Regions from separate parts of the Sus scrofa genome. Here regions 1 and 2 are each linked to region 3. Evidence: chromatin contacts called from public Hi-C and HiChIP or PLAC-seq data. All regions are on one chromosome and are shown on one strand. Each heading gives the region's core, a stretch centred on a gene start, on an enhancer-like site or on the middle of the called end of the contact. The rest is flanking DNA. Distances are from core to core; before and after follow the strand shown.

The links. Hi-C and Micro-C count contacts between places; a contact is called where the count stands out from the background. HiChIP or PLAC-seq counts read pairs in DNA pulled down with a chosen protein or histone mark.
Region 1: a contact with region 3 is called in a Hi-C map of skeletal muscle, with 2.7 times the contacts expected there. The contact joins the enhancer-like site here to the promoter of RBM24 in region 3. A contact is called at or near these places in 5 of 47 Hi-C or Micro-C datasets (embryonic fibroblasts, heart right ventricle, psoas muscle and 1 more) and 1 of 2 datasets of contacts at active chromatin or transcription factors (skeletal muscle).
Region 2: an H3K27ac HiChIP or PLAC-seq map of skeletal muscle shows a contact between it and region 3. The contact joins the promoter of FAM8A1 here to the promoter of RBM24 in region 3. A contact is called at or near these places in 1 of 47 Hi-C or Micro-C datasets (embryonic fibroblasts) and 1 of 2 datasets of contacts at active chromatin or transcription factors (skeletal muscle).

Annotation. Positions count from the first base shown.
Region 1 is chr7:13,272,792-13,275,491 of Sscrofa11.1, forward strand. The region is part of intron 4 of CAP2 (adenylyl cyclase-associated protein 2); the gene reads left to right. Among named protein-coding and RNA genes, the nearest start is that of CAP2, 63 kb to the left of the region's middle. Within about 2 kb of position 1,395, at least 8 of the 83 cell types and tissues checked have an H3K27ac peak or open chromatin away from gene starts, as enhancers often do. A contact at or near this core is called in skeletal muscle, where this site is marked.
Region 2 is chr7:13,376,824-13,379,523 of Sscrofa11.1, forward strand. FAM8A1 (protein FAM8A1) reads left to right here and starts at 1,306. Exons shown (of 4, transcript XM_021100215.1): 1 at 1,306-2,156. The coding sequence starts at 1,439.
Region 3 is chr7:13,125,095-13,127,794 of Sscrofa11.1, forward strand. It overlaps RBM24 (RNA-binding protein 24), which reads left to right and starts at 1,424. Exons shown (of 4, transcript XM_001925447.6): 1 at 1,424-2,399. The coding sequence starts at 2,232. LOC110261788 (a long non-coding RNA gene) reads right to left here and starts at 1,454. Exons shown (of 3, transcript XR_002346330.1): 1 at 1-1,454.

The DNA.
Region 1 (2,700 bases), core at 145-2,644, 150 kb after region 3:
GGGGCCTCCATGTGAAGGCTGGCTGTAGAGGCTGGTTAATGAGGAGTAAAGCACCCAGGAAGGAAGGAGAGGAAGAGGTTTACGTGACATCATCAGGGTCTGCTCGAGTTGACAGCCTGAAGCTACCCAGTCAGGGCTGAATCCCAACAGGAAAGCTAATCACGAGTTTATCAGGATGCAGAGAGGAGGATAATCAAAAAGGAGGGTAATTCTGTCATTCTTCTGCCCAGACTGTTTGCTTTAGCAACATAAAGCTGTGAATGAGCCTGTGAGCTGTGACCGTGGGTTAGTAGCTTTATAGGTATTTAGAAACCCAGGCCTATGGAGGCAGAAGGGATTTGCTAAGATCCTGTCCTGTTGGACATCACTCATGGTGACTTTTTTTTTTTTAATCTGATAAAGCACATTAGCTCATTTCTCTTTGTGTAAGACATGAATTAGATAATGAGTGGCTGCCCAAAGGAAGTGAGGTAGTTATCACACACAAGGGATTTAGGGGATTATCTGAGAGGGTAAAGATTAATAAAGAAGGATGATATCCTTTGTTTTATCAACAATTTCATACTAAGTTTGTTACAGTTCCAGACTGCCTTGATGGCAAATTCTACATAAAGGTAAGCACCACAGATATGAGGAAATGTTTCCTACTCTGTTTAGTTCAGTGTTGGGAATCACATTGTATTTTTAATAAAATAATTTTCAGCTATTTCTCATTCTACACTGCGAAGATTAATATTTGCTTGCTAGACCCCATAGATCTGATGTTCAAAAATTGGGAGAGTTACAAGTTTTTCTCTTATGGGCCTGATTCAAAAATTAATTTCAAAAGAGGTCATTGAGTCATTCAACAAATCTTTTTCAAAGCCAAACGTATTTCGACCTTCGGATTTGCTTCTTGTTCATCATTTCAGCAGCCTTCGCTTGAGTCCTCTTTGCAAGGCATAGCTTCTGTCATCTGTACAAAGCTGTATATGCGAAAATAGCAGACGGGGAGAAGGTAATTCCAGCTGGCATTCCAGTCTGGATCCGCTGTCATAAATTTCTTAGCAGAGGGCATGGTCTGTTACTTTTTATGGTCATGTTCTATATTTGTATGTGCTGCAGGACAGATCACATGACAAAACCATCATTTGATATTAGTGTTTATGTGCAGCAACTAGTGAGAGCTAGATTTAAGCTTCGCCTTGCAGTACTTTAATCTGTACACTTAGCTCTTAATTGAAAATGCAGACACTTCCCTACGTACTAAAATGACAAGTAATCCAGAAGAAATGTTAGGTAATTGTTTTTAGGAGAAGACAAACTGCCGTATATCCTAACTGAAATGCACTATGCCTCCCAGAGATTTTAAAACATAAATTTTGAACGTGGACAAGTCCACATTGCCAGAATAATAAAGACCCAGATCCAGCACTTCACATCTTCCAGCCGCCCTCTGAAACTGAACAAGAGAGCACCTTGCTGATGGCAGTTCCTTTTAATGAAGATACATTTCCCAAATGAATCAAGAGAAGAAAACACACACAAACTTTGTTCCCTCTGTAGAGCCCATTGCTTTCCTCGGTGCAGCTGAAAATTTAGGTTTCTAGCAGCAGACACTTAGAGAAGGTACTTCTTTGATGATCACTTCTTTTCATAAACTAAACAGGGAGAAAGAATGTTCTTGTCAGATTTTGGTAGATTAACTGCTGTGAGGATTAGTGTTTCTATATCTGGAATGGCTTATTAGATAAATTTGCCGGTTAGGTAGTTATTTCAGATCTTTGTTCAACCCTGTTCACCTTACATACTCCAGCCCTCTTTCATTTCCTCAACTCGATTAATTTCCTGGGGCTTTTTTTTTTTTTTTTTAACCAAACATTTATTGGAGCCCTCCTATATAGCAGTCCCTGCACTTGGCATTCCTGCATCTATCATCTCATTTGTATGAGGACATGCTTTGGAAGAATAGGGTCTGTCTGGGTGATGTTATTTGTCATGATTCATGTATTTCTGTACTTTGCCTTCATCTCCGCCTTGCTGCCCTCGGGCTATCACCACGACCACCATTCAGATGTTCCCACCCACCCTCTGTTAAGGAGCATATTAAGGCTGCCTTCTGGTGGTCTCTTTATAGCTTTGAACTTCTTAGCACCTTTACAGTAGTTTCTGTTGAAACAGGAGTGACTTATTTATGTGTTATTTTAGAAACATTCCACCATTATTTTCTGTGCCTATTTTCCATCCCTCAACAAGATTCTAAGAGCTTCAAGGATCTTTCTAGTCAATGTGTCTTTGCTTTCATGACACATTGTGGTCTTAACGATATATTATCTGATGTCAAGTTTGATAAGAAGATGGAGTTCCCAGCATGGATCAGCGGTTAATGAACCCAACTAGCATCCATGAGGATGTGGGTTCAATCCCCGACCTCACTCCATGGGTTAAAGATCCAGCGTCGCCGTGAGCTGTGGTGTAAGTCGCAGATGCAGCTTATAACCCATGTTGCTGTGGCTCTGGCGTAGGCTGGCAGCTGTAGCTCCAATTCGAGCCCTAGCCTGGGAGCCTCCATATACCATGGGTACAGCTCTAAAAGACAAAAAGTTTGATAAGAAGATGGGCTCCGACTCCTGACACTTTTGGTGGATTTGAGGCATAAAATCTGGGTTAATGAACTCTGGTGGCACAGGAAGGGAGCAGAGTGAGAGGACATTTTTTTTA
Region 2 (2,700 bases), core at 56-2,555, 250 kb after region 3:
TTTGTAAAACCACATTTGGAAGGATAACCTTTCTATCTATATGGGCTTTCTCATGTTTTGGATTCATATTGCACTGGTATTATCTTAAGTAGGTCTTCAAGTGTTTCATGAAAATGTCCCTTTAAACCAAACCCCTATATTAGCTTCCTAAGGGCTAAGGTTAAGCTTTTTTGTTTACTTCACCCACGGCATAGGGAAGTTCCAGGGCCAGGGACTGAATCCAAGCCACAGCTACGGCATCACGGGATCCTTAACCCACTGTGCCAGGCAGGGGACTGAATCTGCACTTCCCCAGTGATTCAAGCCACTGCATTCGGAATCCTTAACTCCTAAGACTTTTACTTTTATCTCCTAGAGCAAAGTCAATAATGATTCTGGGAATCCCTCTTAACAAATAGACCTACAGTATAGACCCACAGTACTAAGCCCCTGTAGATCTTTTGTATGGAACTGGGGATACAAAGACATATTTCTATCACTTAACCAACTTAAGGACATAGGAAAGTATATTAAAATATAAATACATAAGGTACCATATATAATTCAGAAGAAGAGGAAACCATGCCTGATCTGTGGTAGTGGGAGCAGATTCCAAAGCCCTGAGATATGGATAGGGCCCTGCCTTAACAGAAAATAAAGGAAAAGGCAGGTGCCAGAGGGCGAGACCGTGGGTCTGAGGAAAGGCACGGTTTTGCTGGCGTATCAGGCTTGTGTGTGCAGCACTGGAAAGTAGGATTTTAGGAACAGAAGTTAGCTCCAGAATCAAGACAGAGTCTAGCTCTTAAAGTAGCATAATCTCTTTCTTATTACAATGAAGATCGCTGCAGCTGAGTCGTACTATCCTGATACGTCTGTTTAGTTTGGTTATTAGTTTCTAATTCTCTTAGAGGATTGTCTCGTATCACCTTGCTGAGTACAAATGGGTGAGAACTACCTAATGGAATGAATGCAGACAGAAATACGCAACAAGCCCCGTGTCTAGTGATCAAGACAATCGCGTCTCCGTAATAGAAAGGGGGGCACACACCCTTGGGACTTCTCATAAATCCCCCTTTCTCCATCAGCTGTTTCTCCCGGGACAGCCCCAGTCCTCAGCCGGTGGGAATATCAAGAGAAGCCTCCGGCCTTAATTAAAAACGCAAGAGGTGTACGGGGCGTGGGTGTTGGCGGTGACAGTCTGGACCTACAACTAGTAAGCGCAGGACGCCCAATTCCAGTGTCAGCCTCCGAAGCCAGCTCGGGAACACGAAGGCCCACTTCCCTGCCCCGCCTCCTTGCCCCGCCCCGCGCCGGCGACGCGGAAGGGGGGGTTTCCGCTTCCGGTGGTGGATTGTTGACGCTCGCGGCTGCTGCGGTGGCTACGGGGCCGTTGGGGAGGGGCAAGCGGGGCAGGAGACGGCGCAGTGACAGGACCGCTGAGGGTGCTGCTGAGGCGACGATGGCAGAGGGGCCGGAGGAAGCTCGAGGCCGCCCTCCTGGGCAGGACGACGGCGGAGGGGACCACGAGCCCGTCCCTGCCCTGAGAGGCCTTCCTGCTGCCGCCGCCCCACGCCCCCGAGACGGGCCGCAGGCCGAACCCCAGGCCCCGGGCCGGCCCCCAGCCTCGGGCCTCGCGGCCGCCGCCAAGACCTCGGAGCCGGCGCGCGAGCCCGGGAATCGCGGGGAGGCGGGCTCGGGCTCCGGCTCGGGAATGCAGGCGCCGGCAGGCTGCGAGGCACCCGAGGCCGGGGCGCCGCGGGAGAGGCCGGCGCGGCTGAGCGCCCGCGAGTACTCCCGGCAGGTGCACGAGTGGCTGTGGCAGTCTTATTGCGGCTACCTCACCTGGCACAGCGGCCTGGCCGCCTTCCCCGCCTACTGCAGCCCCCAGCCGCCCGCGCCGAACTACAGCTCGGGCGCCGCCGCCGCTGCCGCCGCCGCCCCTCAGACCGCCGCGCCGCCGCCCCTCCAGCTGGGCTACTACAACCCCTTCTACTTCCTGAGCGCCGCGGCGGCCCGGCCTGAGCCGGGGGCAGCCGCCGGCGTTGCCACTCCCGCCCCGGTCGGTGGCCCGGGAGGCCGCGCCCCTCACGTGCAGCCTTCGGCCCGGGCAGCCCCAGTGGCCAGGGTAGCATCCGCCGCCGCTTCGCGAGCCCCGAGCGAGACTGGGCGGCAGGCAGGTGAGAAGGCTCTTCAGGGAAGGACCTGGGGGTAGAGCCGGCGCGGTTGTTTCTCGTCCGTCAGCTGGGGTTGGCCCAGGCCTTCTGTTCCCCAAGTGTACAGCCAGGTTCTAGTTTGCTTTTTCTTTAGACCTGGCGGTCTCAGTTGACTCCTGGGACTAATCGTTCACACGTGTAAAGACCATTCTCTTACTTTGATCTCCATGCTCTGGAGTGAGGTCCAAAGCTTAGTTCTCGGATGGCAAAGTTCACCATGGAGGGAGGAGGAGTTTTGACTGGTAATGCTGGAAATAACCCAGACATGGCTTTATTATATATATTACCCAGCATATGATAACATAGGTGAAATATATATAATTAATAGCGCTTGTGTGTATTAGGGACAACGGAACTGATGGATAATAAGATTTACACGAATCCAAATGGAGTTACAACCTTTGGGCCTTGGCTTAATCTTGTAGATTGTTTACTTCTGTTTGGGAATTAGAATACTTTTAATTATTTACACTTTTTAGTTTATTATTTAGACTTTTTATTTTAATTC
Region 3 (2,700 bases), core at 174-2,673:
GTTCCTTTTCAACCTGTATTTTAACTCGGCAATGAGGAGAGGGTGTTGTTTACAATTTCACTTTCTGGCTGTCAAGCCTGTAAAATCTTTTTCTTCAATTGGATTTTTAAAAGATTTTTCAAGAAACTTTTGATTTCTTAGTCCTCCATAACTCCCACTGGGGGTTCACACTTAAAGAAATGGATGACCTCAAAAGGCCAGCCTCATGTAAAGTCAGCAAGATGAAAAACAGAATCCAACATATTGCACAAGAATATTTGCATTCCCATTAGCTTTTGCAAATGCAATATATCACATCCTCTTGGGCTGACTGCAAATGTGCCCTGGAGAGAGGAACAAAAGTATGTGCCTCTCTAATAGGTTAACACTGAACTGCTTTAAACTGAATAAATGTTGCTGCCCAGGGGCAGTTACTGTGTGGACTTCAGTGGACACTTCTGGTGGAAATGACTTAAAAGCAAACTGAGTGCCAACAGTGGAGGGTGAAACATTCTGCTCCCATTAAACATCTTCAGCCAAACCTCAAATATGACCATGAGTTTACAGACTAATGGAATGAACTCTTGATTTAAAAAAAAAAAAAAAAAAAAAAAAAAAACTGATCCGAAAAAATAAATATACATGGTCTTTATTTTCTACAAATGCTTAAAGGTTTGCTGGTAGAAACCAGGGCTTATGTAACAAGTCTATTTCAAAAATTACACTTTTACAACTACATCTTGATAAAAACAGTTGGGGTCAAGTCACTAATCATTCCTGTAATTTAAATAGTAGGAAATAGGTTAATTCTTTGCTTAGGGGGGAAAAGGTGAATTTATGATGTGAAATCTGCATCAATCTTTCCGAATAGTTAGGGAGGACACAAATTTGGTGACTGTGAGATGAAGTGCTAATTTATGGTCCTTTGAAATAGAAGGCTGTGCCTGATAGACAGGTGTCTACGGTAACTTAGCCTGGCTGAGCCCTGAGCAAAGAAAGCTGATGGTTCTCCCCAGTACACCCGAGGACCAGACCATTTTCTCCCTCCTGGCTGTGCCTCTCTGGTTTTGTCCTCACCACCAGCTCATTGGGGTCAAGGAAGGTTGGGGGCCCCCCTTTTCACTCTCCAGACGCGAGGGTATCCAACTCCGGTGTCCTTGGCGGAGCTCGTGGGCGCCTCGCGCCCGGAGGGAATTGGCCTCCCAGCGAACCGCTCCAGGCCTCGGGGCCCCCAGCTCTTCAGTCCAGGTCGTCAGCCGTGTCACCGAGGCCGAGCGCAAAGAGCTCGCGTGGCCGTTTTGGAAAGAGACGTGGCTCCCTATTCGGGCGTAGTCCCCGTGTCCCAGGTCCCGGCTGGGGCCGCGCTGAGTCCCTAGGACTTTGTCCGGTTAGGGCCGGCGACGCCGAGAGCCAGGCCGCCTCCAGCCATCCCCAGCCCTACCCCAGCGCCGGCTGCAGAGCCGGAGTCTGGCCGCCCAGCGCCACGCCGCGCGGCTAGAGAAGCAGCTGTTCCCAACAGCTGGGGGGCGGCGGCGCCGGGCGCCCCAGGTGCGGCCGCGGCCAATCGCAGGAGTCCGGCCCGCCCCCTCCCCAGCCGGGCGCCGACCCCCGGCCCGCGGGGGAAGGGAGCAGAGAGGTGGAGAGCTGTCCTCGCCACTTGTCTTCCAGCTTCCGCGGCGGGAGGGACAGAACCCGAGCCGAAGCCGCGCGGAGTCCCCTACCCCCGGCTCCGCCGCCGCCGCCGCCGCCGCGCCCCCAGCTCAACCACCTCCGTGCCAGGACGCTCTCCCAGCCGACCCTACCCACGCCCCGCGCGAGACACCTACCTAATTTCTAGGAAAGAAAAATCTACCTCTAAACGCACCCCAGTTCTCGGCTTGAGGACCACCCTCCCTTTTCATTTTTGGCCTCCCCGCCGGGTGAGTGAAAACCGTTTGCACATCCTAAGGAACCGCAGCCTAACCCAGACGATCGGGAGAATTTGTACTGTGACCGGCAGGGGGGGCGGGAGGAGAGAGCGAAGTCAAGTCTCCCGGGCTGCTGGCGACCTCGGCAGCTGCGCGCCCCGCGCCCTCGGCCGCCCCCGGCCGCTCGTCCCCGCCGCGCCGCCGTCCTCGCCCCCGGGCTCGCCCTTGGTCCCCGGAGGCCGCGAAAGGGTGCGGGAGACGCGGAGCCGGAGGAGGAGGCGCAGCCGCTGCCCAAGCCGCAGCCGCAGCCGCAGCCGGAGCCCGAGCCGCGGGGCCGGCGCGAAGATGCACACGACCCAGAAGGACACGACGTACACCAAGATCTTCGTCGGGGGGCTGCCCTACCACACCACCGACGCCAGCCTGCGCAAGTACTTCGAGGTCTTCGGCGAGATCGAGGAGGCGGTGGTCATCACCGACCGGCAGACCGGCAAGTCCCGGGGCTATGGATTTGTAAGTTGCGCGGATGCGGGGCCGGGGGGTGGGGGTGGGGGAGTGGAGAGGGCGACAAAAAGCCTGGCGGGGAAATCGAGGACCGCGGAGGCGGGAAAGGGCAGAGTGGCGCTTGGCCCGAGGGGGTCGGAGTTTGGAGTGGGGGGCTCGGAGTGACTGTGCGAGGATCCCCGCGGGCGCGCGCGCTGTTGCCCCTTCGCTCCCGGCTGAACTGAAAGTTTGCGCGCGGCGGAGCTGGGGGAGGGAGGGCCGGCGCCTGCCTTCGGGGGCTCGGAGGGGATGGAGAGCACTGCGAAGTCGA